Regions from separate parts of the Mus musculus genome. Here regions 1, 2, 3 and 4 are each linked to region 5. The links are chromatin contacts, called in public HiChIP or PLAC-seq maps. All regions are on one chromosome and are shown on one strand. The core of a region is the stretch at or near the end of the contact, and the rest is flanking DNA. Distances in the headings are between cores, read along the strand shown.

Evidence for each region. HiChIP or PLAC-seq counts read pairs in DNA pulled down with a chosen protein or histone mark.
Region 1: an H3K4me3 HiChIP or PLAC-seq map of embryonic stem cells shows a contact between it and region 5, with 26 read pairs. The contact joins two enhancer-like sites. A contact is called at or near these places in 12 of 39 promoter capture datasets (the 3T3-L1 cell line, 3T3-L1-derived adipocytes, the HPC-7 cell line and 7 more), 6 of 484 Hi-C or Micro-C datasets (the C2C12 cell line, cranial neural crest, embryonic fibroblasts and 2 more), 8 of 115 datasets of contacts at active chromatin or transcription factors (craniofacial prominence, embryonic limb bud, embryonic stem cells and 1 more) and 1 of 9 other capture datasets (embryonic tail).
Region 2: an H3K27ac HiChIP or PLAC-seq map of embryonic stem cells shows a contact between it and region 5, with 9 read pairs. The contact joins two enhancer-like sites. A contact is called at or near these places in 2 of 15 datasets of contacts at CTCF or cohesin (embryonic stem cells and stem cell-derived epiblast-like cells), 3 of 484 Hi-C or Micro-C datasets (embryonic stem cells and stem cell-derived epiblast-like cells), 9 of 115 datasets of contacts at active chromatin or transcription factors (astrocytes, embryonic stem cells and stem cell-derived neural progenitor cells) and 1 of 9 other capture datasets (embryonic stem cells).
Region 3: a contact with region 5 is called in an H3K27ac HiChIP or PLAC-seq map of embryonic stem cells, with 17 read pairs. The contact joins the promoter of Tbx3os2 here to the enhancer-like site in region 5. A contact is called at or near these places in 1 of 39 promoter capture datasets (embryonic stem cells), 4 of 15 datasets of contacts at CTCF or cohesin (embryonic stem cells and pro-B cells), 50 of 484 Hi-C or Micro-C datasets (differentiating embryonic stem cells, embryonic limb bud, embryonic stem cells and 14 more), 20 of 115 datasets of contacts at active chromatin or transcription factors (craniofacial prominence, embryonic forebrain, embryonic limb bud and 4 more) and 1 of 9 other capture datasets (embryonic stem cells).
Region 4: a contact with region 5 is called in an H3K27ac HiChIP or PLAC-seq map of embryonic stem cells, with 11 read pairs. The contact joins the promoter of AW549542 here to the enhancer-like site in region 5. A contact is called at or near these places in 1 of 15 datasets of contacts at CTCF or cohesin (embryonic stem cells), 16 of 484 Hi-C or Micro-C datasets (LSK cells, embryonic stem cells, liver and 1 more), 5 of 115 datasets of contacts at active chromatin or transcription factors (all in embryonic stem cells) and 1 of 9 other capture datasets (embryonic stem cells).

What each region holds. Positions count from the first base shown.
Region 1 is chr5:119,656,698-119,659,397 of GRCm38.p6, reverse strand. The region is part of intron 1 of Tbx3os1 (T-box 3, opposite strand 1); the gene reads left to right. Gm16064 (a long non-coding RNA gene) reads right to left here. Exons shown (of 2, transcript XR_878735.2): 2 at 136-381. Among named protein-coding and RNA genes, the nearest start is that of Gm16064, 12 kb to the right of the region's middle. Within about 2 kb of position 1,412, at least 6 of the 459 cell types and tissues checked have an H3K27ac peak or open chromatin away from gene starts, as enhancers often do. A contact at or near this core is called in embryonic stem cells, where this site is marked.
Region 2 is chr5:119,710,964-119,713,663 of GRCm38.p6, reverse strand. No RefSeq gene overlaps it. Among named protein-coding and RNA genes, the nearest start is that of Tbx3os2, 21 kb to the right of the region's middle. Within about 2 kb of position 1,438, at least 10 of the 459 cell types and tissues checked have an H3K27ac peak or open chromatin away from gene starts, as enhancers often do. A contact at or near this core is called in embryonic stem cells, where this site is marked.
Region 3 is chr5:119,689,850-119,692,549 of GRCm38.p6, reverse strand. Tbx3os2 (T-box 3, opposite strand 2) reads left to right here and starts at 1,332. Exons shown (of 3, transcript NR_040416.1): 1 at 1,332-1,542.
Region 4 is chr5:119,579,039-119,581,738 of GRCm38.p6, reverse strand. It overlaps AW549542 (expressed sequence AW549542), which reads left to right and starts at 1,381. Exons shown (of 5, transcript NR_045702.1): 1 at 1,381-1,478.
Region 5 is chr5:119,309,099-119,311,798 of GRCm38.p6, reverse strand. No RefSeq gene overlaps it. Among named protein-coding and RNA genes, the nearest start is that of Gm31190, 10 kb to the right of the region's middle. Within about 2 kb of position 1,373, at least 22 of the 459 cell types and tissues checked have an H3K27ac peak or open chromatin away from gene starts, as enhancers often do. A contact at or near this core is called in embryonic stem cells and induced pluripotent stem cells, where this site is marked.

The sequences.
Region 1 (2,700 bases), core at 163-2,662, 350 kb before region 5:
CTAAAAGGGGAATACTCATTTGGGCTGCCTGTGGTGGTACATGCTGCTGAGGCAGGAGGATTACAGCAAGTTGGAGACCTGCTTGGGCACTATAGCAAGAATAAGCAACAACAACAACACAACAAAAGAATTGTGTCTAGTTCCAAAAATACATTTTAAGGGAATTAGTGCTTCTCCAAATGGATTCTAATGTGCAAAACAAGTCCAGGAAAAACAAACCTATTTTGAGATGATAGAAATGAAGCTTGGTGTAAGTGCTGGAAAACCCGGGTTTCCACAAGTGTTTGCTGAGTACATTCTAACTCCCGAACACTGCACACCATTCTGGAAGCTCATGGGAGGAAGGGTTCCTTCCAGGTTGGCCGTCCTGAGTTTTCTTTGCTGGGGTTAAAAAAGAATACATTTTAGCCCATTTTGAAGACAAGAAAACAGAAGATCTAGGAAGCAGGGGGTGGAAGGAGACAGTTAACTCCAAGGTCTTAAAAAAGGTAGCACTAGACAGTGGCAAGGTGACGCTACGCAGGTTTTCAGTCCTAGGAAGGTTAGCTGCTGGGAACTTCGGAAACTAGGTCCAACAGCCAGGTCCCCACAGGGTGAAGGGCACTGGCAGGCATCACCATTCGTACTTCTCCAGAACTGCTAGCTTCCAGAATTGAGATCTAACTGCTTCCACTCAGTGTGAGCTCTTTGCTTCTGAGTGGATTGAGACCTCCTCCCAAACCTCTAAGGAGGCTCACTCCACAGCACCGCTGTTGAAATAGCACCCGCCAAGGAATCCCATAATCCTTTTCCCCACTCCCTGTCAGTCCCACTCCCCATCAGTGTCCCAATGCCTTAGACCGCTTTCCAGGTAACGTGAGCCTTGAGTGTTTGTTGATTGGCTGGATAGACTAACTCTCCTTTAATTTTTTTTTTCCAGGAAACACATGAGAAGTTGGTTTATGTGTATGTGTGTGTGTGTTTTGTTTTTTTTTGTTTGTTTGTTTGTTTTTGCTTGTTTGTGAATGAATAAGGGTGAGACTGGTGGATAAGGTAAGAGTGATTTTGATATCTTCTGGTGCCTGAGAAAGCCACTTTCCAGCAGCTTTGGGAAGGAAGGCACTTTGACTTTGTCTATATTTTCGCCCTATACTTCGTTAGGATGATGGATGAGGGAGAGAGCCCACCCCACTGTGAGGTCAACTTAATAGACTGGGATCTTCTCCCTCCACTGAAACTGACAGTTCTTCCTCATGGCTGCCTGCTGGGTTCCACCCAAAAGGTGACTTTTCGTGTCTAGCTCCCAGGAAGCTGAGTGTCCAGTCTAGCTCCATTCTGATGAGCCTTCAGGCAGCCAAGGCTGGGAAATCACATCCCACTCCCATCCTGGATAGAGGGCTTGGCTTGAATGTATCACCTGGTCCTCGGACTTCCCAGACATGGGCAGAGTCCCTCCTTGAATCTCTAGGGTTCCAATCAGACTCTAGACCATCTCAGCTCCCAGTCGCTTACTCAAATAAGTTTTTTTTTTTCCGACAATTATTTGAGAAATTCTCCCGGGAACAGGAATGGCCACAGTTTTCTCACACCTCAGATGCATTTTTGTTGCTCTTCGGAAAAGGCAGGTAATTTCACGGAGAAGCTCATTTGCCCCAGGTAACTTACTGACACACTGGGGCACCTAGAAGCCCGCAGCTGCACAGCCAGTTTCTTCTTGAGCCTTTTTAATCTCAATGGGGATGCTTGGTTGATGACTGGGTATTACCCTCGCCCCCTCGCCCCACCCCCACCCCCATTACTGTAGAATCACTCACTATGCAGCAACCTTGAACTTCCAATCCCCCTGCCTCCATTCCATCTCCCCAGTGCTAGGGATTCGCATGCTGATCAACCCCAGAGTTTCCTGCATACTAGGCATGCACTCTACCAATGGAACCACACCCAAGTTGGTATCTCACTGGCTTTGGGGCTTGGTCCAGGAGAGCTGCGAAATTGGTGGCGGTCAGGGAAGTGGCTGGAGGACAAAACCTAAATTTTGGAAATGGAGATCTTTCAAGATTTTTTTTTAATGTATAGACAAGTGTGTGTGTGTGTGTGTGTGTGTGTGTGTGTGTGTGTGTGTGTGTGTGTGTGCAATCGATATAGTCCAGACAGCACTTCACAAAGGGGCTCCAGGCGGTGCCTCCTCAACACAGCCTCTTACCCACCGCCCGTCGGGAATTAATTGAGCCCTGAAAGAAGGAACCAAGGAGCTCCAGATAATTAGTCAAGAAATGAATCAAGCCCCAGCGGTCTGGCCAGGACTCCTAGGGCGCTGGTTTTGTGCAAGCCCGAATGGGTCACTGGGTCGGTGGGGAGCTGGTCTTAGGCCGGGTGTGGCGCGGCGGGAAGCTCGGCTTGGACGCCTGGGCCCGGCGCCCTGAGCACTGGCTCCTCCTTCCGTCTGTCTGTTTCGGTCTGTTCCCCCCACCCCTGGTTTCTTTCTTCCCCTCTGATCTTGGCCGTCACCCCCCTCTTCTTTCCGGTTCTCTCCAGTTCCCCCCAGACTGGATTGATCGAGGTTCTTGTGAGCCCTAGCCTTAGGCTGGAGGCATCTGGGGATTCGAGATGCTGGGGATGGTCCGAACCCCGAGACTGAGAGGGACCTGCAGGAATGCCACCTCCACCCGCAACTTTGGAGACCAGAGACTGCTATATGTCACTAGATAGAACTCTTCCTTC
Region 2 (2,700 bases), core at 189-2,688, 400 kb before region 5:
TATAATTGATCCCGTCGCTAAGGAAAGACAGAGGCAGGTAGATCTCTGTGGTTGAGGCCAGCCTGGCCTACATCGTAAACCCATGCATCGGATAAATAAATAATGTCAACTTAGGAAGAAAGCTTTTAATTGGCCCAGTCACAGTCATTTGGGGAGCCCCTGGGTTTTACTCCAGATGTAGCGTGCACGATTTGTACCAGTGGGCTTGCAAGTGAAATATCAGTACAGCTAAAACGGCCTGCCTCAGCAAGAATGGGGTAATCCAAGCTTGTAATTCCAACATTTTAGAGGCTGACGCAGGAGATTGTCGAGAGTTTAAGGTCAGGCAGGGCCACACCTATTTCCAGATCGACCTGGGCTCCAAAGTGAAACCCTGTCTCCAACAAATAACGACAATGAAACAAAGAACTAAATAAACAAACGGAGAAAATAACCTTTACTATAGTGAGCCACATGACCTGGAGCTGACCTTGTGACGGCTGATGTGTGCTCTCAGTGGAGCCTTCTGGAAGCAAGACACAACTGTTCAAATTCACTCTTTTTTCTTCTTCATACTCAGAACGTGCAGGCTGACGTGGCCGCTCATGGCCACGAGGGGGCAGCAGAGCCCCAGCGTCGTCTGCCGACCCAAGGTCGGTCGGTGGTGGCTGCCTGTCCTCCACCGCAGGAAATTGCAGGCGCCTCCTGGTTTAAGCAAAGCTAATTGTTCAAGAGTCCCAGACTTTTCTGGGATCAGATAAAGCTGGCTGTGTGACTTTGAACAACTCATTAACCTTTCTAAGCCTTAAGAAACGATAGATAATGGCCAGTGACTACGCCAAAGGCATTGTCGTTAAAAAAAAAAAAAAAAAAGTAAAGGACACTGTGTAAAGCGCTGTCCGGCAAAGACAGGATCAAGAGGAAGCGGGGTTCAGGAAGGAGGGCTCGATGTTTGTCACAACAAGTTCATAAAGAAAAAAAAAAAAGCGCGGAGACTTGAGCAAAGTCCTGCATGTCTGCATGTTTATGGGGGAAATGAAGACCCAACAATGGCAGGGCATTAACCGAAGGGAACTGTTTACTCTAAAGGGTTTGCACTCCACGGAAGGCAAAACAAGAAGGCTGGGGAACCCTGATGCAGAATGTGAAGTCACTTGCTGCTGGTGTAAAGAGAATGCAGTAATGTGTGTGTATGTGTGGTGTGTGTGTACACACACGCACACCTGTGCATTTATGTGTGTAGATGTGTGCACGTGTCTGTACGTGTGCACTTCAGATTCGGTCATCTCTTGCCACCTTGTTTCAGACAGGTCCTTTTTGTTGGTGGCCACTGTGCTGCAGCCTAGCTGGCCTGTCAGCTCCCCAGAATTCTTCTGTCTCTGCCTCCCACCTCACCCTGGGGACTGAGATTGCTGATACCCCAGGTGCTGTGTGGGTTCTGGGGAATTCAAAGTCAGCTGCTCACACTTTACCCCAGGGCTCTGTTCTTTTGTTTTAGGGCAGAGTCTGCTAAGTATCCAGGCTGCCCTTGAACTTCCTTTCCCTGGCCTCCCGCACTTGCTAGGATTACAGATGAGCACCGCTGTGCCTGGCTATGGTGGCTACTTTACAACACCATGGGAGAGTGGATTGAGACCAGTGAGGTTGGTAGATCTTTAATCCTAGGACTTGGGAGACAGAAAAAAATTCAGGTGAGAAGCACAAACACTCTCAAGTGACCAGAGCCACCTGAGCAGTAAGAGCACTGCTGGCTCCAAACACTGGATCTCAAATTATACTACGTAGTTAGAGCAGCACAAGATTTGACTTTCTCAATGTTCAACTATGCATCGTGTTCATGCAGTGCCCATGGGGGCCAGAAGAGGGTGCAACGTCACCTGAAACCTGAGTTACAGATGGTTGTCCCCTGTCGTGTGGGTGCTGTGAATCCAGGTCCTCTGGGAGAGCAGCCAGCACTCTTAACCACTGAGTCATCTCTCTAGACCCTTGGTTTTGGGGTTTTGTTTTGTTTTGTTTATGACAGGGTCTCCTTATGTAGTCCTGGCGGGCTTGGACACCTGTCTCTGCCTAGACAGTGCAGGGATTAAAATGTGTGACATCGCCGTGCCCTCTTCTGGCCTCCTCCAGCACCAGGTAGCCACGTGCTACCCAGGCAGAAGATCTATACACATACACATACACATAAAGTCAAATAATAATTTTAAGATATTTTAGGGGAAAAATGGTAAAGCAATCGGGGTGTGGAGACTGAGGCAGGAGGATTGTAAGACTGAGCACTGCCTGGATATATTGGAGTTGTGGAGGGGTAGTAAAAAAGTAAGACGACCTGAGATCAAATCCCAGCACCAGTGTAAAAAGCACTGGGGACAGAGACAAGCAGATATGTCCCAGGAGGTCAATGTCCAATTAATTAATTAATCAATTAATTTTGTCTATGTGTGCATGAGTATGTGTACCACTGGACCCGAGTGAAGATCAGAGGTCAAGTTATGAGAGTCTTGCCTTCCACCATGTGGGTCCTAAGGATTGAATTCAGGTCCTCTGGCTTGGTGGCAAGCACCTTTATCCACTGAGCCACCCCCTGGCTTGTCCAGGGATTTTGTTTCATGTTCCTCTCCACCTCATCCCCTTTGGTAGCTCTTGTTTGAGCTTTTGTTTTGTTTTCTGCTAGGGACTGAAGAAGGGACTCCAGACCTCAGGCATGCTAGGAAAGCACTCTAC
Region 3 (2,700 bases), core at 83-2,582, 380 kb before region 5:
CTCCCAAAGCGTCTGTCTAGTGGGCAGATACCAGAGCTAAATGGCACTACCCCTTCCTGAATTCATAGACAGGACATCCCTGAGCTCATAGAACCAGCCAGTTGTCACCAGTGCCCAAGTTTGAAACCTAGGCTGAGGGAGCACTGGGAGAAGGAAGGTGACAATTTGGCCTTGAAATAGCTTGCTTCTGAAGAGTCGGGTGGCGTGCAGTTGAGAAAGGAGAGGCCAGGTCACTCCTGTCCGAGGAGGCCACTGAAGATGATGCTGTTCTATGATCATAGGACTTTTTGAAACGTGCTTCCGAGCAGGACTTTGGGATCATTCCCACTATTGGATAACTGGTAAGTTTGAGGTGAAGCAGACAGTGAATTTGATGAGCTCCAGATACGAGGATTGTGAAAGAGGGAGTCAAGGATAATCATTTAGAGACATCCACAGGAACCCAGTGGTCCAAGGACAGCTTAGAGACAATGAGCAGAAAGGTACAACCTGGGCATCATTCATCCTACAAGACCGTCATCTTCATCCTCACACAAGCTCCAAAAATTCTCTGCCATCAAGTTACATGCTGGTCCTTGGAGTATTTTAATTATCTAATAAATCGATAAAAATAATTAAATGACAAAATTAATAACTAAATCAATTAATCATAATAAAAATAATTAATAGAATAATTTAATTAACAAGTATGTATACAATGTATGTGAGTGTAAGCATGTGGATATAGCTCAGAGGACAGATTCTGGGAGTTTGAGTCTCCTTGCAGCTTATGAAGTACCCCAGGCTGGCCAGACTGTGACTTTCAGTTCTGACCTCCACTCCCACGCCCCATCTCCCCGTAGGAGTGCTGTGAGCTCAGATACATTCCTCCACATCCGACTTTTAAAAACGTGTCTTCTGAGGTTCACACTCAGCTGCCAAGCTTGCTCTGCCGGCACTATACACTCACCTCATGGCATAAGAGATGTTACACAACTTGATCAAGGTACCAAAGCAATATTGTAGCAAGGTACAAAAACAGGTCCTGTTGTTTTTATTCTACATCGTATCTTTGTGCCTCAGTACCATGTTTCCCTCCTTCCCTTACTTTATTTTTGTGCAACTTGGCATAGAATCTAGGGGCAAGCTCTACCATCCACCCCCAGCCCTCTTTCTTATTTTTAAGAGACTTGTTCTCTGCATTCGAAAAATCTCCGTGAACTTCTCCGGTGCAACCAGCAGATGGCAGCAAAGGAGCGGCTTAGCGAAGCCATGGGCGCCTGACTCACGCTGGCCGCAACTGCTCATAGCTTTTTCCCAAGGGAAGAACCCAGAAGCAGCTCAGGTAGAGTGCAGTTGTCGGTTGCCCGGTCCTGTTTTAACCTGAAGAAATCGAGAAGCGCCAGGAGGGTGCCGCTCCCATTCCAGTCATCTCCAAAGTGGTCCTGTTTAAAGACAGAGCAAAGGACCTGTATCCTCATCATCTGGAGAGGCAGACACCTACCTACACTTTATGACCTGCCTTCAAGAAAATCCTGGGGGCAGGCTCGGAGTGGAAGAGAGGTTGGTGTGGCATTTGTCTTGAGAAATGGGTGGTGTCTGGTGGGCAGGCTGGAGTCTCTTGAGTCAAGCAGGCAGCTTCCGATTTCATGGATGGTATTTTTGAAACAAATCTTGGGGCTGAGCAGGATACAGCCGGGCTGAGCTTACTCGTGGGGTAGCGAAGAGGCCTTCCTCCCCAGTAATCAGAAGGAAATAAAGAAAAACGGACCATAGATGTCCCCTTTGTTTCCTGAGCGTTTCTTTAGATGGTCATGGATTTTTTTTTTTTATGATAAGTCAAAAATTACACAGTAGTGGAGAAAGGTAGAAAACACACCCAGGCTAGCCTCTACCTTCTTCCTAATTCGAGGTCCTCTGTGCAGGCTTGGCTTGGGGGGGGGGGAGCCAATTACATATCACTGAAAGTGTTCCTGCGTTTTTGTTTTTTCTCATCTTTGCTCTGACTTCTATACAGGTGTTCCCCCAGGCCCCAGAGTAGCCTTCCTCCAACATCCACACAGGTATTTCCCAAAAGCCAACCCCACCCCACCCCACCCCTCATGTATGTCTTAGTGGAGAAAGTTTGGGATCCCAGAACTTGGAAGAGTCTGACGCAAGAGCACTGAGATTTGGTGGGGAGAGGGGTCCACGTGGGATGCAGGAGAAAAGGCTGTCATCAAACAAGATACCATCAAACAGAAAACTAGAATGTCCTGAGAGGGTTGGAGGGGGCATGGAGCAGAGGAAACCTGGCTAACCTTGACAGTATGGTGAACATTGAAGCCACATCCCCCCCACTCCACCCAGTCCCAAGCCGGGACCCCAGAAATCTCCCCACAAAAGGGCCTCCCCTACAGTTTCCTATACCTTCCACCCTGGCCTCTAGTGAGAAGTAATTTTGTTTTATGAAAAGTAGTTGCTTTTTATTGCCTGGGATAGCCTAGAGAGGGTGACCCTCCCAACAGGAAATTAACAGAGAACTCATTGAGGGTGATAATGACTGCTCATAATCATTCGGCTGATAAGTTAATATAACTGATTAATCAACTAATTATACAGTGCCCGAACACACCTACTTCCTTCAGCCTTCCCATTTAAAATAAGCAGGCTAAGACCAGGCGCTACGAGTGGGAAGTGGGAAGTGGGGAGTGGGGTGTGTGTGTGCTAAAGTTAAATTTA
Region 4 (2,700 bases), core at 132-2,631, 270 kb before region 5:
CGGGAGGCAGAGGCAGGTGGATTTCTGAGTTCGAGGCCAGCCTGGTCTACAAAGTGAGTTCCAGGACAGCTAGGGCTATAGAGAAACCCTGTCTCAAAAAACCAAAAAAAAAAAAAAAAAGAAAGAAAGAAAGCTGGGTGGTAATGGCGCACACCTTTAATCCTAGCACTTAAGAGGCAGAGGCAGGCAGATTTCTGAGTTTGAGACCAGTCTGGTCTACAGAGTTCCAGGACAGCCAGGGCTATACAGAGAAACCCTGTCTCGAAAAACCGAAAAAAAAAAAAATGTTTGGGCAAGCCTCGGGCCTGTTGCTCTTATCAGTCTTGGGTTGAATAGCAGGATGAGGGACCTTGGCTCTGCTGAACTGTGGTTGATTGATGGGTACACACATGGTCTTCAGCTGAACCCACCAGCCACCATGCATTAGCACCAAACCCACAGCCACACACCCAAACACAAAAGGATTTGTGTGTGAGTGTGTGTGTGTGTGTGTGTGTGTGTGTGTGGTGTGTGACAAAGGGGAAGGGGACTAAAAGCGTGGGAGGGTGACAGTGGCCAGAAGCTAGCATACATTACATACATACAAAAACTGTCAAGGAGCAAAGTTAATGAGTTAAAAATATAGGTGTGTCTGTGTGTACACAAATAAATAAATTGTGGGTCGACCAGATGGCTCAGTGGGTAAAAGGTGCTTGTGGCTAAGCTTGATGTCCTGACTTTGATCTCTAGGATCCACACAGTAGAAAGAGAGGGCCAACTCCAGTAGGTTGTCCTCTGATCTCCCCATGTGTGCCTTGGCCCAATCAATCAATACATGTAATAATAATGATTTTTTAAAAAAACAACACCAAATTGTGCTGTGACCATTCGTTTGCCCACAATATAGATTCCTTAGATTTTTGTCAGTTGTATATGGCTTTACCATCCATTTATTCATCTGAGGGTTTGTTTTTCTTTCTTTTCTTTTTTTTTTTTCTTTTGGCATTTGGTCAGGTTTGAGCATTGGCTTCCTCACCCTCCAGCACTTCAGCAATGCACATCGCTAGCTAGAGTTCAAGGTTTGCTTGTTTTCTGAGAGGAAATTTACACACAGAGAAATGCTTAAAGCTTAAGGGCACCATTCTCTAAATATTGACAAGTGCACGCAGGGCTGTAGCTAGAGCCCTTATCAGAAGAGATAACATTCTCGCCTCCTTTCTTCCTGCCCCTCAGCCACCAGGGCAGGCTGTCCCTCCACCCAGTCTGTTAGCTTTGCCTATTCTAAAACCGAGGCAGAAACAGAATCCTATATAGCCCCACGATTTTACTTTATTTCAAGGTGATGCGTTGAAGAGCCATCTAGGATAAAACTTGTATCTGTTGCTTTCTTTTCCTTATTACAGTGAAGACCCAAAGATCTTCAACCAAGCTGGGCAAGTGTTCAACCATTGAGCTACACCCCCGACCCTCCCTTCCGTTTGGCTGCAACAATAAACCAGGTAGACTCTGGGCTGTGATTGTTCTGGAAGAGATAATGATGGGGTGGGTTGTTTAGACTTCCGCATTAAGGGCTTTGTGTATTATCTCCATCTTCTGACTTTAGAAAACTCCCTCTGCTTGGAGATAAACTGGCTTAGGCTTTAGGAAAAACACCATTGTTAAGCCATTTGATTCCAAGTACCTGTCTGCTTTGCATTTTGGTTCAATCTCCATCGCTCCAAGTTGTCAAAAAGGCACCTTGGAAGCCTGCCCTGCCCTGTCTGCAAAGGTGTCCCATAGGGTGTGTCAGGACTTCTCCTAGGAGTGGCCTTCTGTCAGAGATTAGCCATGCTAAGTAACTTGTGACCCTGGAGAACCAGTGGCAACCTGACTGAAATTTCTAACAATAGCAACTGAAGATTTTGAACCCAGTCTGTCTCAAGATGGCTCAATTTATGGCTTGATGGCTTTTAACCAACCAGTGTTGCTACCATCAAGTACTCTTTGTAACAACTGGGCTTTGCACTTTATAGCCCAGGCTGGACTCCATCCAAATTGCTATGTAGTCAATGCTGGCCTTCAACTTCTAATCCTCCTCCCACCCCCACCATTTATTTATTTATTTATTTATTTATTTATTTATTTATTTATCTATTTATTTTTGAGAGTCTTTCTATGCCATTCTGACAGAACTCACAGTGTAGTCCAGACTTGCCTTGAACTCACAGAAATCCTCCTGCCCCAGCCTCCCAAGTGTTGGAATGGCAGTCATGTGCCACCACACCCACCTCCTCGCTTTGAGTTTTAGCTTCTGATCTTCCTGGCCTAGGGTTAGGGAGGTGCTCTCTCCCAGAGCTTGATGGACCCGGGTACAGTAGCAGAGTGGAAAGAGGTCTATGAGGCAGTTGAACAGAAGACAAATTTACCTAGGCCCCTGTGCCTGGGAAACTAGGGACAGAGGAGTCTGGGCTTGGCTCTAGGTGGAGACTCTGGGACCACTCTCCATTACTTTGTGTGCTGCCTGTCTCCATTACCCGTTGTCTGTTAGCATATTCCAATCTCTATGCTGAGTTGTTCTCTCTTTCTCTCTCTCTCTCTTAAAATATCATAGTGTCTCATATAGCATAGGTTGGCCTTCACCTTACCACAGACTCAAAGTCGTGATCCTCCCACCTCTACCTTCCAGCTGCCTGGGTTACAGGCTTAACTACCAAGCTTCATTTATACCACAGTGTTGGGGAT
Region 5 (2,700 bases), core at 124-2,623:
GAAGTGGTGGTGTGCAAGCAGAGGCAGGGCTGAATAGCCTAGGATGCTCTTGGCACCCATGGCTCAGAGGATACCAGGTTGCTAACTATCACATTTTTAAGTCTAAGCTCGGAGTAATGGAATAGTCTACAGCCGTGAAAACAAAGGAACTCCAGCTACATGCAAGAGTTATGATTCTTTCAAATGTCACAAAGACACACAGACACACAGACACACACACATACAGAGACACACACAGACACAGACACACAGACACACAGACACACACACACACACACACACACACACACACACACACACACAAGTGGTGCTCCTGAAAGAATTTAGAAATCAAGCACAGACACACTGTCTTCTTGATTGACCCGCATACAGGTAACAATGTTGCTAAGAACAGTGAAGGTGCTTTGTCTTGTTGATTGAAGGATGCACAGGTAACAGTGTTGCTAAGACCCGTGGGAAGAATGCAGTCAGACCAGACCACGGGAGAGATGTCCTAAAAGGGAGCAGGTTGTGTGTGTGTGTGTGTGTGTGTGTGTGTGTGTGTGTTCAGGTGACTGTGATCAGAAAGTGACTTGAGGGTTACAGGACACCAGCCACGATGTTTTCTTTGACCAGAGTGATGGTTGAATGACTGCTAAATTTTACTATTATATTGATTGATTGTACATATTTTCTCCTCCCTCCCTCCCCCTTTCTCCCCTTTCATTCTTTCCATTTCCCTCTTCCTTTCCTTCTCTTTCTCCCTCCCTCTCTCCCTCCTTCTCTCTTTCTCCCTCTGTCCTTCCCCCCTCTCCTCCTCCCTCTCTTCCCTTTCACTCTTTCCATTTCCCTCTTCCTTCTCTTACTTTCGTTCTCCTTCCCTCCTTATCTCTCTCCCTCCCTCTCCCCCACTTTCCCCTTTCTCAGTGTTAGAGACTGAACCCAGGGCCTTGAAGATGGTAGGAAAGCATTGTATCCCTGAGTTACATCCTCAGGCCCCTGTTCTAGTCACACTTTGGTGTAAGTTGAAACAGGTGTGCACACTCAGTATGAGTGCATAACTCAAAGATCTGGCCAGCATGGCGTCGTGTTACAAAAACATCCCGAAAGCTGGCTGGGTAGCTCTGCCAAGGAGCTCCAGTTCACTCCTGGAAATGGCAGCTTTGGAGTGATGTGATGCCCGTGCCTCTCACCAGAGGCTTTGACACATCCTGAGTCTGACATGATGTCACACTGGAGAAGGAGAAGCAGGCACTAGGCACATCCCCCAGGGATAAAGGCACAGATGAGAAGCCCAGAGAAACTCCAAGGTCACCCATCACTTGAGCTAAGGATGCTCTTGGCATCCTTCAGGCCTCAGCACAAGGGGCTTAACCAGCAGCGCCTCACCCATATCTCAAGCTCTAGCCAGTTAGATCCAGACTGGGCCTGCACTCAGCTGCCTAGCTGCACAAAAGCACTATTGTTCCGTCTTATTTTCATGGAGGAAGTAGCCCATCACAGCTACAGGAGTCTTGGCCAAGCCTCGGGCATGAACAGGGGAAGGTGCTTCTCCCTCTGTTGGCTGTTGACAGCCGAGCGTCTGCCTTGGCCACGCCAGCCCTTAACAAAGTGCCCAGCACCCAGGATCCGCAGCAAGGGCAGCGGAAATAGGAGCCTCTGAATTCCAGGAGTCACATGGTGCCTATTCTGAGGCTAGCCTCCTTCCCCTCCCCCAAAGTGCTATGCCTTGGTCACAGAGCGTTCACACCAAGTATAAAACAAGAACACACCTCCGTTTGGATTGGACGGACTAAGCCATTTCATCAGAAAAGGATCAGCTCCTGCGAGGGCACTCACTAGGGTCCACTGAGCCAAGACCTAATTAAACCTCCTGGAAGAAGGATCTCTTGTTCAAGAAAGGGAGGTCTGTGCTGTGTCTTTGGAGAAATCGCCCAGCGTCCTGCCCTTGGGTTGCCCTGGCTAATGTTATGTCAACTTGGCATAAACTAGAGTCAACTAAAAGGAGGAACCCCTGATGGAGAAAATGCCATCCATAAGATCAGGCTCTAAACCAGATTATTGATTGATGGGGGAGGACCCAGCCCATTATGGGTCATGTCATCCTTGGGCTGGCTCTTCTGGCCTCTATAAGAAATTAGGGGGAACAAGCCAGTAAGCAGCACCCCTCCATGGCTTCTACACCAGCTCCTGACTCTAGGTTTGAGTTCCTGACCTGGCTTCTTTCGATGATGGATTACAATGTGGAAGTGTAAGTCAAATAAACCCTTTCCTCCCTGACTTGCTATTTGGTCCTAATGTTTCATCACAGCCAGAGAAGCCTCAACAAGGACATGGCCGCCAGAAAAGCACACGGAATACGTGTCGAGGATGGGCTCAGTGCAGAGAATGTTGACATTGCCATGGCAATGTGAGATTCGTCGGAGAGTAGCCATCAGTCAACTGCTCTGTGAAGTGCGTGGGTCTGTGGCCACAGCTTAATTCCAAAGATAAAGTGAAAAACAGCGAATGAAGCTCTTCCCCAAAAGCATGTGTAGAGAGGGAATTGTTTTTTCTCTTTTCTTTGCTTTGAAAAGCTGGGAGGAAACTTTGACAAACGGGAAGGATGCTGATCCTGATGCAAACACTATGGGCATCAATGATGCTAATGTTTAAGGATAGAACTATTACTGCAGAGAAGATGGAGAACAGGAAAGAAGGATGGGAGGGATGGGGGAGGAG